Regions from separate parts of the Danio rerio genome. Here region 1 is linked to region 2. The links are chromatin contacts, called in public HiCAR-type maps. All regions are on one chromosome and are shown on one strand. Each heading gives the region's core, a stretch centred on a gene start, on an enhancer-like site or on the middle of the called end of the contact. The rest is flanking DNA. Distances are from core to core; before and after follow the strand shown. Region 1 has its middle 85 kb from the start of fignl2. Region 2 holds the start of mipa (major intrinsic protein of lens fiber a).

Evidence for each region. HiCAR-type assays count read pairs that join an accessible place to other places.
Region 1: a HiCAR-type map of caudal fin shows a contact between it and region 2, with 4 times the contacts expected there. The contact joins the enhancer-like site here to the promoter of mipa in region 2. A contact is called at or near these places in 9 of 18 Hi-C or Micro-C datasets (caudal fin, embryo, fibroblasts and 2 more) and 3 of 4 datasets of contacts at active chromatin or transcription factors (caudal fin, embryo and gastrula embryo).

Annotation. Positions count from the first base shown.
Region 1 is chr23:30,156,595-30,159,294 of GRCz12tu, reverse strand. It overlaps a transcript of fignl2 not described here. Among named protein-coding and RNA genes, the nearest start is that of fignl2, 85 kb to the right of the region's middle. Within about 2 kb of position 1,359, at least 16 of the 62 cell types and tissues checked have an H3K27ac peak or open chromatin away from gene starts, as enhancers often do.
Region 2 is chr23:29,986,847-29,989,546 of GRCz12tu, reverse strand. mipa (major intrinsic protein of lens fiber a) reads right to left here and starts at 1,425. Exons shown (of 4, transcript NM_001003534.1): 1 at 680-1,425; 2 at 409-573. The coding sequence starts at 1,039.

The DNA of each region.
Region 1 (2,700 bases), core at 110-2,609, 170 kb before region 2:
AATCAAGTAATCAAGCTCTAACTTAATTTTATAAGTTACGTAAGCTGTTTTGAGTCAGTTTAACATAATATAAGTTCAATAGACTCATAAGATTAATTTGATACAGCTTAAAAATTTAAGGCAACCAAGCTTTTTTTACAGTGATGGGCAATTTTTTAAAATGTTATTAAGCAGCTTAGCCGTTTTGTAGAAAAAATAGTAATAAATATCAAAATAATAAATAATAATATCTCAAGTGTCCTTTTCATTAGGAATATTTTTTATTAGACTAACACTGAACTTTAATCATTGATCTCCTCAAAAAAATCATTAGACTTGTGATGAGCATGTACTCATATGCCTGGATTTAGATTGAATATTTGTATTCAGAACAAGAGAGTCCCATTTATGTTTATCAAAATAATGGTGACAGTATCAATAAGGAGATTTATTACTCTGCTTATTGATATCAGTCAGAATTTGTCCCTTTGAATAATAAAAAATGTAAACATAATAATAATAATAGTAATAATAATGTAGATCTTCTTGATTTTACTAGCCTCTCTTGTAAAAAAAAAAGTGCATTTGAAAAATTTGTAGATAACAATAATAGCCAAATTAGTATTCTAATTCAAGATTTAGAGTAAAAGTTACTTATAAAATATTTTTCTTCCATTTAAAAACAATACAATAGTGAAAGATGACTTCTCTTAAGTCGGATTGTATGTTTTCTGGCACAGCTGGTTGTTGCACTGAAGAAAAATATTTGTTTGCATTGGCCAAACTGATTAGCTTAAGTCACACCAAAGCAAAACCCAACAGAGGATTCTGTTTGGTCTTAATAACTTTTTCGATATTTTATTTTCACTATTTATGATGGCATTGCAGTCAAAAATAGAACAAATGAGTATGTTTAGGACAAATTCTGGACCTTTGTCAGTAAGGGGTGGGTCTTCCGAACCCCCCTGGCTACTGGCCTGAGTAAGCAGCTAATTAATAGTCAGTGAATTCCTAACTTTTTCCATATTCGGTGCAAAAGAAAAAGATATAGCTGAATCTTTGATGTGCTGAGGCAGTTCTGAAAAAATCCACTGCTCCTTTTCATGTAAACATGTTTTTAGAGCCTGGAGTAGTTTCATTGGTTTCTCTCCAGATGCTGTTTCATGGCCAGAGCTGTGAGCTAATTACACCTTTGTTGCTAATGTTCCTGCCAATAAACACTGTAACTGAGGTCAATAGTTTAGCCGGGCCTTTTTTTCCTCCATTTATTTGGGCTGTTAATGATAGGATATCAGATTCCGATCTCTTTTTCCTGTGTCGGCCCCTCTTCGCTCCCCTGCTCTCTGCCATAGCCTGGAGGAGTGTGGAGCGCGGGCCAGCATCTGGGCGAAGCCTGCTGAATGGGGCCCTTTCTTGCCAAAGCCTGCGTTCCGGCCAATGCACGGCAATGTACACTGGCGAGAACGGAACGGCTGCTATCATAACAGCTCCTCCAGGCTCGCTTTTCACATCTCCTCCTGCTTTCCTCCTTAAACTCACACCCTTCCTTTTCTGTCATCTCCTCCTGTTCCGTTCTAACCTTTCACCCCCAGCGCTCTGTCTCTCTCTGCGGGTTGAGAAGTGTAAATGAAACGTGGAACATCTCTGGCTTGGATCGGGCCGAAAGATTTATTGAAAACCCAATGCACGGTGGTCCGAGGGTCCGCTGAGGAGGTCAGATAGATGAAAATGACTTGTAACAAGATCATAAAATGCAGACAAAGCTTTGGAAAGGAGAAAGCCTTGAGCCGGGGGTTGGGGGTCATATTCCACACGCAATGAGCAGCTGAACTATTGTCTCAGGGTGGAATGATGGAGCAAATGAACAGAGTCGTGGAGCTCCACCCCTCAGGAGAGCTGGTGCATCACAAGGTCATATCATAGAGAAAGAAGAGAAGTGAATTGGAGAAGAAAGCCATTGTTATTCCTTATAATAATATTACTGGAGATCTTTCTTGTCATCGACTTTGAGGTCTTGAGGTTTCTTGTGCCTTGTTTTTCAAATGAAGAAATTTTGAAGGCCTTTTTTCGGTCAATATGCAAGAAAAGCACAGTATACAGTAAACTGTCAAACTATTTATGTAAAGCTTTTTTGTTGAAGACAAAATGATTAGCCCTTCTGATCAAATATTTTCCAAGTGATGTTTAACAGAGCAAGGATTTTTCCTTTGTAGAAAGTCTATTTTGTGGTTTGACTGGAATAAAAATAAATGTAAAAACTGCCAAGGAAAATAGAAGATTGTTTGAGGGACCACTTAATTGTTAACTTGACTTAATTGATTTGTGTTGGGACAGCCTGAATGATTTGTGTGGAACCCTGCATTGTTTACAGCAGGGGTGCTCAAACCTTTTCATATGAACGGCCAAAAACCAAATATCATTGAGAGCTGTGGGCCGAAGGTAAATATACCAAACCATATTACATTAAAGTTGTCATGGCTAATTTCCTCATTATTTCATAATATTTCAAAATAAATAACATTATTTTATTATTAGTAGTAGTTTTAATTATTATTATTCTAATCATATTAATGTAGTATAACTTATTCAATTATAACTTATTGCAGTGAAAAAACATTACCAATCACATTTATAAGACAGTTTAGTTTAAAACTAAATAGTTAAGCAGAATCTTCCTTTGACTCATTGCTCACCAAAGTTTCTGCATTGTCATGTGACATC
Region 2 (2,700 bases), core at 176-2,675:
TATCTATAAAAAAATTCCTTATGCAAGAATACTGTTTGTATGCGAGTATGCTTATTTTTCCAAAGTTACATCAGGGGTTATGCAATATAAATGCATGCTTTTGATTATATACATTAATATTTACTGTCCTTTTACTTCATCAGAAAAATGTTTCGACCAATTTTGGCCAATAAAAGGATTTTCTCCTATATATTTGCTTTGTTTTATTCAATGAACCTTAAACTATGGATAGTTCACCTTAAAATCTAAATCTGCTCATAAATATTTACAGTTATAAAACATATTTTCCCATTCTTATGCTTAAATGTTTGATTTTCATTCTCGTGTTGTAAAAACTGCCATGGATTAAACTCATAGGATAAGCAGTGATGTTAAAACTGAATCTTTGTCCTGTTGATGCCCTCTTACCCCCAGCAGGTGTCCCACTAGCACAGAAAAGCCAATGGACAGGGCAGCAGACCCCAGTCGCCCGTTTCTCCTCTCATCGGTCACAGCGAACACACAAACCACAAGCTGCAGGGTCAGGAATATTTCTATGGTAGTGGCCATTCCCATACTGATGCCAGGCTGAAGCTGAAATCATGCAAACACACATGCTTATCCAAATATACGAACACATAAATGGCACCTCTATGATTTAGAACATCAATCAATCAGACAAACCATTAGGCCCACTTACCGTATTCAAGGCAAGATTTCCTCTCATGTTGGTTGGCGTGACCCCATAAAGCACAGCGGCGCCAGCCAATGCACCCAAGCACTGAGCACAGATGTAGAAGAAGGCACGAAACAGGGACATCTGGGAGCCAATCAGGTATGCGAAAGTAACCGCCGGGTTGATGTGGCCACCACTGATGTGGCCGATGGATTGGATGAACGTGGCAGCTGCCAGCCCAAAGCAGAAGGCCACTTGAAGCACATTGTGTGGCCCGGTGGTCCAGCGGAGAGCAGCTCCCAGACCAAAGAACACAAAGAACATGGTGCCGTAAAACTCGGCAAACACAGCCCGCCAAAAAGACATGGACCGGAACTCCCACATGGCTGCAAAAAGTCAACAGAAGCAATGCAGAGGGAAGAAAATGGAGGGATGAAAGCCACCAAAAAAAGATGAGCAGATCTGGATGTGATCCCTTTGGTTTTTTTGCGGATGGAGACACACACACACACACAAAAAAAAAACAAAGGTGTGTGAACTATGGAAAAATAAGCATAAATGCTTCTACAAGCTACAAAGAAGTTGGCATGAAAGGCAGTCCTGCTTCACAAGACTGAAATCATCGATCCTGTTGGCTTTTGTCATAAAACCTTGAGTTTGAAACTGGCTGGTGGTCTCTGCATCTATGAGGAAGTTCTAGCTGAGGTTTAATAAAGGAACACGGATTGACAAGTGATGAGCATGTCCTGCAGACATTCAGCCTCTCTGATGGGGAAGCGTGAGGCCACAGGGGTATTTATAACAGCCGTGACCCTCTGTGACACTGTAATCCTTTGGCTGAATTGTGGGAGGGGGCTCTGGACAATACAACAAATCGAATTAAAAAAAAAAAAGAGAAAAACACAACCCCTTTCTGTCCCGCTACTTCGTTTGAACTCATGCACATGTAGTAAACCTAAACATTTTTTTTTTATGTGCATAATTGTGAACATAGTTTAAATTCCCATCTAGACATTTCCCTGTATTTATTTCCATAAAAAACTGTTCAAAAACAAATGATCTCAAACTAGAGATCATAAAAGAGATCAAACATGGGGAAAGGGAAACCGTGTATTTATTAGAAGTGGGAAGATGGTGACATTTTAGAGGATCAGCCCCAGAGCACTAGAGTTCCATCCCAGCCCGTGATGGGGAACAGTGTTGGAAACTGCCTCTTCTCTGGCCCCAGCTACAACACCAGGGCCCCTAAAAGGGTCCAGAGCCCTTCACAGTGTGGATTAAGTGCTGACACAAAGAAACAATCCCTCTCATACAACAGAAGGAGGCCTCACACGGATGTAACCATCATACCTTACACACCACATGCACAGGACAAAACAAGTGTATGGTTTTCTTTGTTGTTTAAAATAGCAATGCCTTGCGGATGAAGAGGTGGATGAAGGTAATCAATGAATTAAAATATATTTTTATATTTAGAAATACCAATCTCTAATCTCTAAAATTCATATTTTATCTTTCACTGTAACCCTTATAAATCTAATATTTATTTGCAAGATAACTGCTGCATATTTGTGTTGCATTCAACTTCTGGCATCTATAAACTGGTATTTAAGCCAGGAAGAACATATTAAAAATCAACAGGACCAGTGGGATTTAGTGTCACCCCATGAGATTTCAGTTGGGTTAAGGTCAGTGGATTGAGCTGGCTACTCCATTACCTCACTCATTTTTGCCTGAAATCAAATAACCAAGTCATCAACATTTGTCTGTGCTCGTTATCTTGTTTTAACACCCATTTCCTCTTCGGCACAGGGGAGTATAATCATTCAGTATTCTGATGTATTCAAACTTATCCATGATGCTGGTAAATGATAACTGGGCCTAACGCCACAGTACTAGAAACATCTCCATGCCAGGATTTTTCCTGCCTCTGTGCTTCACACAGTTTTCGTAGAGTAATGAAACTTAATATTGATTACTGAGGTTCATCTGATTTACTGATTTACTACTACAGCTGATCCGCATTTTTCTTTGGGTCATTTGAG